Linked DNA regions of Xenopus tropicalis: region 2 is linked to region 1. A link is a contact called in public Hi-C data. All regions are on one chromosome and are shown on one strand. The core of a region is the stretch at or near the end of the contact, and the rest is flanking DNA. Distances in the headings are between cores, read along the strand shown. Region 1 holds the start of afg1l (AFG1-like ATPase). Region 2 holds the start of ostm1 (osteopetrosis associated transmembrane protein 1).

Evidence for each region. A called contact is a pair of places that touch in the nucleus more often than the background predicts.
Region 2: a Hi-C map of liver shows a contact between it and region 1, with 4 times the contacts expected there. The contact joins the promoter of ostm1 here to the promoter of afg1l in region 1. A contact is called at or near these places in 5 of 5 Hi-C or Micro-C datasets (brain, gastrula embryo, liver and 2 more).

The regions. Positions count from the first base shown.
Region 1 is chr5:78,453,771-78,460,983 of UCB_Xtro_10.0, forward strand. It overlaps afg1l (AFG1-like ATPase), which reads right to left and starts at 4,509. Exons shown (of 12, transcript XM_012963556.3): 1 at 4,347-4,509. The coding sequence starts at 4,491.
Region 2 is chr5:78,584,867-78,592,079 of UCB_Xtro_10.0, forward strand. ostm1 (osteopetrosis associated transmembrane protein 1) reads left to right here and starts at 2,768. Exons shown (of 6, transcript NM_001079114.1): 1 at 2,768-3,410; 2 at 6,243-6,351. The coding sequence starts at 3,180.

The sequences.
Region 1 (7,213 bases), core at 3,259-5,758:
TTTCGTCACCGTTGTGTAGTATTACATTTGGTACATCAATAAACTGTTCATTTGTTAACTATACATATTTGTTATGTTTCATTCTTTAAATGGGGAAGGGGGCGTGGGGAAGAAGGGAAAAGGTAAGGGAGGGGGGTGAGGGGTGGGCAAGTCGGGATCTTGCTTTTTCAGGGTCCCGGCTTGCTGGGGAGTGAAAGGTGGAAAACAAAACTTGGAACGGTGGGGAAAAAACTGGTGTTATAACAAAACATTATATCAGATTGATCCTGTTGGGAAGCTTCTGTATTCTTCTCACCGAGATCCGGGTGCTACCTATAGGTTTTCTTTACTCATATGTCTCTTGGGACTTTTCAGTAGATTTCCCCCATCATACAAGTTTCCTTCTATCTTATATGAGAAGTGAGGGCATGGTTCAGCTAAGAGAGGTAGAATATTGTAGCCATGGAGCCCATATTTTTTGAAACTGTTCTTGCCTATCTGTGAGAATACTAGTTAATTTTTCGTTAACTAGTATCCAGTTAATCTTATTTTTTAATTGTGGTATGGGCACAAGTGGGGATTTTCACGCTTTGGCTATGGTTAATTTAGCTCATGTTTAACTTTTAAAGGCCTTTTATTATTCAGCTTTTATGTGTGGGTGACAAGTCCCCTATAAATCATCCCCCCCGATATACAATATGAGTACCTGTACACGAATTGTGCCAACATACATCAAAAAATAGGATACATTTACTTTCTATTGTGATGCCTTTAATATCCTAATTTATTTTGCAAAGTACCAGGTCCTGTTGCATAATTTGCTTTCCATAAATGTAACAAGGACCAGACTGTTAAGGCACGTAGCAGCAAAAACACCACAATATTACTGCACAAAGGCCACAGACACATTCAGTATTTAAAGGGATATTTGAAGGGGTCCTGAAACCAAATATAAAATATTGCCTAATGAAAGAAAATATAATTATCAGCAACTTTACAGTATATTAATATATTGATTTTGAATGTTGAAGTAGTGTCTGTCTTTCATCTGTTATTCTTTGCATTCACTGCTGGTTCTCACTAGAAATAAAGTAGCAGAGGCAAGCTCTCTACCAAGAACTCCAGTTCCAACAATGCCTTGCATACTTCTTCATAGTCCCATTATCAAACTTGCTTATTTGTATGGAATATATATTGGAATGTAGCTTAGCATTACCTCAAAAATGAAGTTGACCTTAAAATGATATTTTAGTATAGACAGACAGTATAATAAGCAACTTTTCAACTGCCCATTATTTATTTTGTTTGGTTTAGAAATTATTAGTGTTTATATTCAGACTCTATCAATCTGATAGCATTTGATCTGATTCTGTTGGTTTCTATTCTTATCTTTTATTAGAACCACTGCCCTAAATACATTTCTCTGCATTTAAACAGTATCAGATATACATCAGTGCAGGCAGAACTACTATTCTCATACTGGTGACAACCTATGATGTGAGTAGTATAGTGCCCATTCAAGTTAAAGCGAATACAAACCGAATCTGAATTTGCATGCGCATATTAGGTTCTGGAAGGGTTTAAGCGTGCACAGCGAAAAATGTTCAACTACCGTGTCTACATGACAAAAAGTAATTTAATTTTAAGGATTCGGTTCAGCCAGGAGCATGGATTCTGGATTCGGTGCATCCCTGCTAAACTTCTCCAAATGCCAACAGCGATAATGTAAACCTCCAACGTGTGCATCACTTTGGCTTTCCAAAGCCGCTTTAAAGGAGAAAGAAAGGCAAAGTCACTTGGGGGTGCCAAAATGTTAGGCACCCCCAAGTGACTTTAATCGCTTACCCTGTACCCCGGGCTGGTAGCAGCGATCGCTTCCTCCTTCCGGGTTCCCTGCGCGCGCATGCGCAGTAGAGTGAAAAGCCGAACTTTAACAGAAAAGTCGGCTTTTAACTCTACTGCGCATGCGCCGACCGCTGGCATTTTCAGAAAGGAAGGAGGAAGGAGGAAGCGCTGCGCTCCAGGTACCCCGGGCTGGTGCTGTTTTCTCCGTACAGGGGCACCAGCCCGGGGTACAAGGTAAGCGATTAAAGTCACTTGGGGGTGCCTAACATTTTGGCACCCCCAAGTGACTTTGCCTTTCCTTGTCCTTTAAAGGAACAGTAACACCAAAAAAAAAGTGTTTTAAAGTAATTAAAACATAATGTACTGTTGCTCTGCACAGGTAAAAGTTGTGAGTTTGCTACAGAAACCCTACTATAGTTTATATAAACAAAGCTCCTGTGTAGCCATGGGGGCAGCCATTCAAACTGGAAAAAAGGAGAAAAGGCACAGTTTACACAAAAGATAACAGATAAGCTCTGTAGAAAACAATGGCATTTTATCTGTTATCTGCTATGTAACCTGTGCCTCTCCTTTTTTTCCAGTTTGAATGGCTACACAGCAGCTTTGTTTATATAAACTATAGTAGCGTTTCTGAAGTAAACACACCAGTTGTACCAGTTCAGGGCAACAGTACATTATATTGTAATTACTTTTATACACTTTCAGTTTTAAAGGAGAAGGAAAGGTAAAAACTACGTAAGCTCAGAAAGGTGTATGTAAATACAGCCATAAGCACTTGCAGTAATGCTGCACTGAGTCCTCCATCAAAAGAAACACAGGATTTCCTGTCTCTTTTTTTGTAAATATGATGTTCCAGTGTCTAACTTCCTCTCTCAGAAACATTCTTAATTCCTCTGGCCAGAGTCTGCACAGTTCTCTCCTCTCTCCTGCTCCCTCTCCCAAGAGAATGCTAATAACTTGCTCCCCCCTCCCTTAGGAATGTGTGAACTCAGCTCTAACAGCTAGACTGCAGGCAGGAAGCTACTTAAAACGGCAGCTGCTATCTTAAGCAAACGGAGAAAGCTTCTAAAGCGGTTTACTCAGGTATGGTAATGGTTTCTGCAGAATAAATATATTGTTCTAGGTGTCAATAATATGGCAAATCATTTGGCAGTAAAATGCCAAAATGACTTTCCTTCTCCTTTAAGTGTTACTGTTCCTTTAAAGAAGGAAAGACTTTTTGGCATTTTATTGCCAACAGATTAGCCACAATAGTGCAAGCACAAACGCTATATTTATTCGGCAGAAAGCTTTACCATACCCGAGTAAAAAGCCCTAGAAGCTCCCTCTGTTAAAGATAGCAGCTGCCATTTTAGCTTTAGCTTCTGTGCTGCAGCTCTAGCTGCTGGTAGCTCAGATTACACACACTTGGAAGGGGAAGCAAATTCTTATGGGAGGGGAGGGGGAGAGGAAGAGAGTAGCAAACTGTGCTGGCTCGTGCCAAGCCCTAAAAGATTTTTCTGTGAGCAGAAAGAACACGTACTCAAAAGAGGACAAGAAATTGTGTGTTTTTTTTGAAAGTGCAGCTTTTCTGTGAATGTTTATGGCTGTATTTACATAAACAGCAATCCTATAACACCTGTATGTACAAAGTATCATACGGTCTGTTGTTAAAATACACAACTAGGCAAGGACCTCCTTCTTCTGGTCTTTTTAAAACGTATCTCTTAATCTTTAATGTAACTGTATTTTGTATCTAGTATAGTAATAACACGCGGTTTGCCCTATTTTACTGTTCTGCTGTACAGCACTGAATATATAAGTATCCCTATATAAATAAAAATATACATACCTATCTCACCCATCAACACAAGTACAGTGTATATTATATTTTTTGGAGCATTTTCCTACATCAGGAGCCAGTGAATAAATAAGGTTAAATAGCCTGACAGACTTAAATGTTGTTTTAACGCATTAATAGGTCAGAGTCGTTTCTTATTTTTTTTTTTGGAGAGTCTGAGTTAGTGCTGTTAAGCAGCAGCAGCTGATACTTGAATTTCAATTTTATTACGATTTTCTACAAAGCCCTTTTGTTGTTTATTGAGTTTTGCCTGGCCAGCTCATTTGGTCTCATTAAAGTGATACTGACAGTCATCCCTTTTCGTCAGTGTTGACCTGAATTCATCCCTGTCCTGATGGGCTGGTGTGCGTACGAAGAGCTAAGTGGTCAGGGTAAATAAAGAACTGCTGTACGTAACGTGTAATGTGGCTGGTAACGTAAAGGTAGCCTGCTTCAAATGAAGCAGAGGGGCCAGTTGTGGTCCTGTCACATTTTATTCTTGCGAAAATAAACATTCACGTTGAGATGGTTTTTAAAAATCCGTACGATTTCCAGGTTACATACTCTGTATACGCTATTATACCAGTCCCTGTAGTTACACTTTGGTTCTTTCCCACCGCCTCTCTTTTTGGCTGCCACTGCCTACCTAATGAGCTTCCCAATCCTGACAGAAGTCCCTTTCCATTTTGAATCTCTGACTAACCTTTCCCTGCATTCCACGCCCGGGATATTTTATGATTTCCAAACGTCCCCCACCGCACATCGTCAAGCAGCCCCCTCGTCCGACAATAACTAGGTACCCTCCATAGCAAACGAATAGAAACCAAGGGCGAACCGGCACCCGCCATCTTTGTAGAGGCAATTTCAAATAACTTTATTTAGAGCAAACATGATAACAGCGTGGCAGCCTAGTGTCCACATCAACTAAACGACAGAAGTTTGTGTCTTTCGCTGCCGAAGTTTCCAGTCTATGTAGATGTAATATTCTTTTTAATAAACCACTGGGTGTATTATAATTTCATTTACATACTTTGTTCTAAATGGTATTGATTTGTAATGTTTAAAAGGGCGATATACACCTCAGTTTGAAAAATAATATATAAAAGTCAATATAGAATAGTAATTCTTGGATTTTGATTTTACTCTAACAAAATGATACCCTCTTTTTAATTTACACAGCACAAAGCCTAAAGTTATGTTGGGATTTGTGTTTTGAGATTCGTGCAGCAATTTTTAACCTGTAGGTCTAGACTGGGAGTTTATTAAGTTAAGTACTCCAGCCGATTGAAGCATTGAGTCGCTTCCATTTCTGCATAACTGGCAGATTTAGGGGCACATTCATTACAGTACGACAGGTCCGAATACAAAAAAAGCATTTACGTTAATTTGTGCGACTTTTTCGTACTTTGCAACAATTTGTGCGACAAAATCGTATTTGTCGCAACGAGTACGAAAGTTTCAAATTTATTCAAGCTTCGGTATCATGACTTTCCTTGGGCCAGGTTGGAGCTGGAGAGTGTCATTGAGTCCTATGGGAGGCTTCCAAAATCATGCACTGAAGGTTCAAGGTCAGAAAGGTTTTCCCACCGTTTACGATCGTTGGGATACAAAAATTTAGTGACTATCGGATCGCCATATGCAAACGTTTGTTTTAATACAAAAATTTCAGATCGTAAGTACGAAATCTTCGTATTCAAACAAGCTGAATTTTTGTGTCTTTTGCAAACATCAGAAACCATCGGATTTTGTGATTTGGATTCATACTTTAATTCATCTGGCCACTAGTGTCTAAAGGTGCCATACATAGGCTGATTTTAGCTGCTGATTTGGCTCCTTCAGTTTGAGTTGGCATTTTATCTGCCTGTGTATGGGACACTTCGACTGGCCTACTTAACCAATATCAGGCCAAATATCAGATATCAATAGGACAGATTTAAAAATTTAATTGGAGCAATGGCTGCATCAGCTTGTTAATGCGGTCCTAGCACCAGTGGCCTGTATCCCTGTCATTGTGAGCCTATCAGTCCAATATCGCCCACCTCAAGGTGGGCATACTGGGAAAGGATCCCCAACACGGGCATCCGCAAAAAAAATTTCAGGGGCGGTAAAGTCATAAAGCAAAAACAACATGGACCTATATACAATACCTAGGTGCCAAGTTTGTAAAAAAAACAATTTATTGGGAAAGACCTTAAATAATTTTATAACTAGGGGGGTTGTTTAAGGGCAGTGGCATACGGGGAGATTAGTCGCTGGGGATAAATCTTTACTATTGTGGGCAACCAAACCCCCCCCGACATGCCATCCCACTAGCAAGAATGTAAATCGGCAGTGGCATGGTATACGCAACGCTTTGGTCGCCCCAAGTTGCCTCGCAAGGAAACTTAGGAAAACCGAAGCAGCATGTATGCCATCCCAACAGTGATTTACATTCTTGCTGATGGGATGGCATGTCGGGGAGATTAGTCGCCGTAAAATTTAAGATTTATCGAAGGTGACTAATCTCCCTGTGTGCCACTGCCCTAAGAGTATATACCATAAAAATCTGCCATGCGCGGTGCTGAAAATGTTTTGGGCTGCATGTAGTTTGTGACCACACCCATAAATGTCACACCCATTTTAACCACAACCACAAAAGACCCAGTATAATCCCTAAATAAAATAGAGAATGGGCATTTTAACCCCAAATGTGCCAGTATAATTACTATGGAAAATGGACGTTCTGCATATAAACCCCGGAATTAATATGGAAAATAGATAATCTGCATATTAACCCAAAACGTGCCAGTATAATGAATGTAGAAATGGCCAATGAGAACTCCATTAGCATTAATTCCAGTACAGAAATGGAAATGGATAGACTGATAGCATTGCCTCACCTGCATTTGCACAAGCAGAGTCCCAACACCAAAGTTCTTCTTTCCTGATGCTATTGCAGCTTGTCTCTCTTCCTCTGCCTGGCTTGCATAAAAATTCCAAGATGGTTGTGCTTTCCACAGTGGAATATTCAAATAGGTCATACTTAGAAGCCTATCTGTGACAGTTACAACTGGTGATCCCTTCAACCCTTTTTGGTAGAGCAATGGACTATAAAGGATAGCAACTCCAGAGGGCACTGGTTTAGTTCTGGCTTGTTGGTGACCCCTTCCTTTTTTTTCCCCCTGGATGCAAAAATAATGCCTCACTGGCCAATATAATTAATGCTTAATGTTATCAATAGGGAGTATAAGAAAGGCCGGTATTTTTTTCCAGAAATGTTGACAGCCCTAGCCCTTACAGGTGTCTGTATCCACATTTACCCTGTGCTGGTACATCTACTAAATGCAGGCTGCAGGGCTGCTGTGATTGCATGTAACTTAAATAACAATCAGGGCATTTCTAGCTTGATTTTCTAGACGTATCCCCGAATTTCTGTTTAAAGGAGAAGGAAAGGTAAAAACTTAGTAAGCTTTATCAGAAAGGTGTATGTAAATACAGCCATAAGAACTTCCAGTAATGCTGCACTGAGTCCTCTATCAAGAGAAACACAAGATTTTTTGTTTCCTTTTTTGTAAACACTTCCTCCCTTCA
Region 2 (7,213 bases), core at 1,518-4,017, 130 kb after region 1:
TGGCTGCTTCTGCTCTTCGGGTGAAGGACCACTGAGCCTGTGAGCATAAACAGGCCCCAGTAAAGCCATTTACACCAGAGTGACCCCATCCACTCTGGTGAAGTCAGGGACAGGGCCCCGTGAATGAGGATTAGCTAGATACTTACTCTAAGTCGAGCACTCTCTAGGAGAGTGAGGTAGAGAGGGAAGGAAGCAAGGGCAGTTTTCCAGCCCCACCAAGGAAAGTAGCAGGAAGTATTTCTTCCATCCGGCAATGTTGCCTCAGCAATAGGGCCACGGAGTAGAGATAGGAGACAGGTTAGAATAAACCCTGATCCCTACTCACACGGAGGACTCTCAAGCTAGGGGTTATCAACCTGAGGACTGAGGTATCTATCCTGACTGCTTCCAAAGGGGTTGCCAAGCTGACAAGGCGCATTTACCCTGCCCAGACTCCCAAAAAGAGGTGGGATAAACCAGTGTGCATCCTCTCTTGTTATCCTCAGAGTACAACTATCGTTTAACATCTGTAACTGAATTTATGAGTATAACCCTGCTTCATCATTTATCTCTGACAATACATTGTGCTATAGTTCAACTGCAAGAACCTTTCTGGCATCCATCTTTAATAATTCTGCAGTACACAACTATAGTGAGTTGTAGTTCCACTACACCCTTGCTCGCATGGTCTCTTCCACATAGCGAAGGCCCATCCTGTTTACGAGAGTCGCATGTAGCCCATGCTCTAAACCATACTAGCCTGGGATTTAACTATTTCATAGCCAAATAGGGGTTACATGTATGTGTGTTTTTGTGGGGGATATGTTTTCTTCAGAATCAGTCAGACACTATTCACATGAAAGCAGTACAAAGATTTCTTTAGTATCAATTTTTGTTAAACATTGCACAATAGAATATGCAAAATAGTATTAGCTGGATTAGCTCCAACTGCACTTGTGCCAGAAGGCTCCATCTGTCGGTGAAGGGAAAAAAGAGGATCCAAAGACCCAGAAGATGGTGCCTATGAACCCCAGTGTGCTACTCTGCATTTCTATCTAGTAGACTCTGCTGGAAGAGTTCTTGTATTCCAAGGTGGTGAAAAAGTGAGTGGGGTGGGGGTGGGGGGTTGCACATCTTGCACTATTACTGCCTCTAACTAAAGTGAATTACACTTATGCGTCATTTATGAGGGTAAAAGCAGGGTCGGATCCGACCCGTCTGTGCTCCCCCACCCGAAGGTGTCCCTCCCCTGACACGTTTCATTTACCTAAAGGGACGATGTCAGGCAGTGGCTGGGGCCCATGTTGGGTGGGTCAGGGGGTGCGGCCCCCTGTGGAATACGGGGCCGGCAGCTGTGGGGCCCCTGGGGCGGCAGTCAACAGGGTTACAAAGTGATGGGAAATATAGCTCAGATATCTTTTTTAATATAGATTAATATTTCATATATCAGACAGGGCTATTTCTCCTAAACAAGATTAGCAGGAATACATTACATTCACAACATTTTAAAATTCATTAGAAAGAAAGGAAGAGCACTTTTCAGGTACAAATCGCAATGGTTTCCAATAATACAGCATTTTCTCCCCGAATTCCAGCATAATTGCCAGTGTGTCTTATTTCCCCTTCGGAAATATGTGCTTTTACACACGTGTGGCATGCTAAAATGGATCCAAAGTTGTGCATATATTAATGGCAGTTATAAAATATAGCAATGCCCAAATATGCTCCTTGCACTATTGTGTGTGTGTGTACTCAGGGTCGGCCTGGGCCACCAGGACACTGGGAAAAAACCCGGTGGGCTCTGACGGCCCAGACCCGACTCCTGTTGGTGCTCCACTGCCCGCAGGTGTCCCTCCCTTGACGCATTTCACTTACGCACAATCAGGGGAGGACGCTGGGCAGTGCCCCTGTTGGGGGTGGTTAGGGGGCACGGCAGGGCCACTACAGGGGACACGGCCGGCGGGGGCACCTTGGGGGGTGCTGGGCCCCTGAAATGCACCTTCATCCCCCAGTCCGACCCTGATTGTAGGACTCCATATGCTACTATCGCGGGTGCCTCTGGTTCCAAGAAAGGGAATTGTTTTGAGCAGAGGAGGAGAGCACTTCCCCAGTCTGACCTGCTTAGGGGGAAGAGAACAGCGCACCCAACCTCGGAAAAATTCACTTATCACTAGTTTGGTTAGGGGGCAGTTGCTTAAGTTAAGGTGGCCATACACAGGCAGATTTCAGCTGCTGATTTGGGTCCTTCAGACCAATTCTGCATCTTATCTGTCCATGAAGGGTCACCCCAATAGGCCTACCTGACCAACATCTGGCCTAAAATTGGGCAAATCTCAATCGGACAGGTACCACCATCAGGGACCACATTGGCTCGTTCATACAGTGCTTGGTGGCGCCTATGCCCATCCGCCTTAGGGAGAGGGTCCGCTCATTTGGTTAAAAACTCTTGCTTTGAATTGAGAAAAAAGGGCACTTTGCTGAGCAATGTTCCTTCTAAAGCAAGCTATACATTTAGGTATTCCATATACATTTTGCTTCAAACACTTATCAGTTTAACATGAAAACAGAGTGACCACTGCTTTGTGTAGCTAACATACTAAACAACGATTTCTGTCCTGAAAGACGCTTCCTATTGGGTTCAAAAACATAGAAAACCCTTCGCCTGCGTTGTCTATGGGCAGCAAAGGGGTTAATCATTTTGCAACACTTGCCCCGCCCATTCAGCTGTGTGTGCGGAAGTACTGGCGCAGCTCCGCCTGCTCATGGGGAATGATGCACTTGTGATTAGGCTCGGTCGCGATCGGTGTTGGTTTTCAGCCCTTCCTGGTTTGTCTGCTAAATTGTGTGGCGGAAGTGCCAGTCCAGCCTTGTAGTGGTGGCATTTTGTGTTAATATCAGTTCCATCGGTGGAAATACTTTTTATAGAACTAAATCGGGATAAGGGCAGCTGCTTAATAATTCAGAATTTATTTGTGTAGCATGTCCTGATATTTGCTTATCGGCAGTGGGTGTGCTACCCAATTAGGCCCTGCCTATATTTTTTTGCTTTTCCATAATAATAATAACAGTAGCAGGCCAGCCTTATCATGCTTTCCCGAGGCTTCTCACTGCTAGGGAACTTGCTGCTGTGTGGTATGTGTTTGGGCACAGGCTGGCTGGCACAAGATGGGGTTATACATTCTGATCTGTTGCCCCAGTACATGTGGGCAGAAGAACTATCTCTTTCCTTGCTGCCTTCTTACTCCTTAGCTCCAGGACTTTCCAAGGACTCCGATATCTGCCTTCGCCTTCTGGCTGAATTTGCCAACCATAGTGCTAGCCTGAGCAGTTGCCTGGTGTATAATGCCAGGCCAGTCCGACTCTGCCAGCACTGCTACACTGAATATGTGCAACTTCAAACAACCATGCAAAGCATTGAGGCTCCTCTGCAGGTTAGTTATTGGGGGCTGGTGGGTGTGAGTATAAGATCACTTTTTATGAGTCTTATTTACTTTTATGTGTTTACTAGAGTACTAATCCTTAAATTCACATTTCTTCTGTCACCATGTTGATATTCTACTGTAAGATCCCTGTAAAAGGACATAGGAAAATATTATAAATACTGTTTCTTGTGTGAAGAATCACATTTTAAGGTTATAATGTGATGAAAATTGAAAAAAGTCCATGGCCACTTAGCAGTAGTAGTTATGTTGGTGGATCCTATTAGTCTGCTTTTTGGCATATCTTTATGCCACTCCTATTTTTCATGGGAAATGTGTCACATGAATCAGCACATGGGTCTTGTTTATTTCAGCCTCTTCTCCAGTGGCTAGATCATCCACAGTTCAGTCATTCTCAACCAAAAACAATATTTGGGAGGCCTTGTACAGGTATGGGATCCCGTATCCGGAAACCCGTTATCCAGAAAGTTCCAAATTACGGAAAGGCCATCTCCCAAAGACTCCATTATAAGCAAATAATTCTAATTTTTAAAAATGATTTTCTTTTTCCCTGTACAGTACTTGATCCCAACTAAGATATAGTTAATCCTTATTGGAGGCAAAACAAGCCTACTGGGTTTATTCAATATTTAAATGATTTTTAACAGACTTAAGTTATGGAGATCCAAATTACGGAAAGGTCCCTTATCCCGAAAACCCCAGGTCCCAAGCATGCTGGATAATAGGTCCCATACCTGTACTTGCATTTTGAGTCACTGCATGAGAGATATCCCATAATGACAAAGCTGAAAGGCCAAAGTCCACCTCCGGTACAAATTTGAGGCTGTGACCAGTGTGTTTGCCTTAATTGCACAATTTGTGTTAAGTCAAATATTTCAAGTGACATCTAACTACTTGTAGAACAGACAAAAATGCAAAGATATAATGGTGGTATGCCTGGGGCTAATTAATGTAACGCTGGCCATACACTGAACGATCTTTGCCAGATATGCCCACCTTGGCCCTCGGCCAAATGATTGGAATCACGTTGATGGGATTCAGGCCATCTGGGCGAGGACCAAATCAATGAACAAGGAGCTCCTCGCCCCAATGGCATTTTTAAATCTGCCCGATCGACATTTCCATCCAGATATTGGCCACGCAGGCCATACATGGGGCAATAAGCTATGCTGGCACCAGCCTGTTACCTTGTCTGCACCAAGAAGCATAGTCTCTGCCCTGTGCTTATGCACAGGCTGAGAATCTGCCTTGTGTGGCAATAGCCTTAAGGGCTCTGGACACGGGGAGATTAGTCGCCCCCAACAAATCTCCCTTGTGGCAGGCGACTAATCTCCCTGAAATGCCATCCCACCGGCGAAAATGTAAATCGCCAGTGGGGATGGCATACGCGGCGCCGCGATTTCCCCGAAAGTTGCCTTGATTAGCGGGCGACTAATCTCCCCGTGTGCAGAGCCCTAAGTAGAGTACTGCTAATATGACCTGGCAGCATGAGGCTGGCAAATAAAATATACTTAAGTAAACATCCTTATCTCAAAGATTGCAGCATGGCTAGTATTCTGACAATCTATAAAATAAAGCAAGAGTGCAGGCCAACTCAGTAAATCCCTTTGAAGGCATGGAATGGCTTAGTTAGTAACCTGATACTAGATGAAGGTTAAAATCATCTCTTTAACTACTCTGCTCCTTCTTTACCCTAGACCAGTGATCCCCAACCAGTGACTCATGAGCAACATGTTGCTCTTCACCTCCTTTGATGTTGCTCCCAGCGTCTTCAAAGTAGGTGCTCATTTTTAAATATCTGGCTTGGAGGCAAATTTTGGAATCACAGAGACACAGGTTTACTCCGAGCAGAGCCTCCTGCATGTTATCAATCCACATGGGGCTACCAAGTAGCCAATCATAGTCCTTATTTAGAATCCCCAAAGAACTTTTTTTATGCTTTTGTGGCTCACCAACACTTTTTACATCTGAGTGTGGCTCACAAGTAAAATAAGGTTGGGGATCCCTGCCCTAGACCTTTGGCTAAATAGAATTAGCATAGCTGTGCCAGAGTATATTTGTGAAAAGTTACAAAAGGGTGTAAGCTTTTTCTCTGTTGTCACTGTAAACAATTACACAGTATATACATTTTATACAGTATATTGTTTTTCCTCAGCTTATCTCCAAATTTATTTTCCTCTGGTAATGTTAGATCTGGCATTTTGATCACCATTATTAAAACACAATTGATATAACTCCCCTTCTGCATGAGTGTTTCCTAGCTTATGGGCAGGATTCCATTGTAGAATGACGGGAAGTTGCAGTTTTGTGCCTATTGCTCTGCACTATTTGTTAAAAAAATAAGGATATGCAATACCATAACAAGAATTTTTTTCCACTTCTTCCAGTAAGTCATGCCTCTCTTACTTATACATCTAGAAATATACAAATATCAAGTAGTGGTGCATTTCCTCTTATTAAAAAGCAGAAACTGGAATAACTCATAATTTGAGACTTCCCCATCTGAAAAATATCATCTGCATTTAGAGAAGTTTACTCCTGTTGATGGACATTTGTACAGGTTGCTACACACAATTAATGCTGTTATGTAAATTAGTATGTAGTTGAGGGTATGCATTTACAGGAGAAACAGCATGACATTTTCTTTAGTACTGTACAATAACATGGAGGTCTTTAAGCGGTTTTGCAAACTTGTAGGTTTCAGGGATTTTTAGTATGCAGCCTTACAAAAGCTGCAATGTGAATAAAAAACATTGAAATGTTTAGTGATATTAACCCTTATCTTTACTTATACATTACACATTTAATTTATCTCTCCTGCAGAATGGTACAGTCAGCTGTGCTGCCAGTCTCCTGCAGTCTGACAGAGTTCAAGTAATTGTGATTCTGAATGACTTTTTTGAGCAGACATGGGAAGAATCAAAGTGTTCACGTAGGTATACAATGCTGATATACTGATTTTAAGTACAAAGAAATAAAAAATACAAGTGTTGTATATACCGTAATAATTTGTTAAAATGGCATTATGTCTCTTGCTCAACGTAAATTCAACTGACACTCCTTATGCTAAACATACTTTATGCCTATTGTATTGTGAAGTATGCATGTAGAATACCAGTATACATCTCCCTAATTTCTCCCTCTATTGTGATTGTTTTATTAGCAGGCGTTTATTATGCAGGGGCATTTGTGCACTGGGATTCTAATAATCAACCTCACAAGGACCAATCATGGAGAGGCTTCAGTTTCCCTGTTTCCTTTGTTTAGCTTAAGAAGTAACAAAAATCATAGATTTTCATGATTAAAACAAGAAGCAAAATTTGTGTTTGGCACAAGACCCATTCACTAAACTCATTATGAACAAAGGGATGTGCTGCCCATTTAAGAATTAGTTAATAGAGCTTCTCCAGCGGGATCCTGCATTGAAATCTGTTTTTTAAAGTGCAAACAGAATTTTATATATTTAATTTTGAAATTTCACATGAGACTAGCCAAATTTTCCATTTCCCAGGGTGCCACAGCCATGTGACTTGTGCTCTGATAAACTTCAGTCACACTTTACTGCTGCGCTTGGAGTGTTCTGCGATCAGCAGAACAGTGGGAAGTTAGCAAGATAGCAGCTCCACCGTTATTGTGTTCTTTCCCAGTCAGTTCTCAAGGCAGTACACAAGTTTAAAATGGAGTGGCTATCAAGAGCCACACTAGTGCCACAACCCGCAGCTATCAAGAGTCGCATGCCCACAAAATCAAAACAATCGTAGAGAGTGCGGCCAATGCCGCTTACAAGTAAAGGG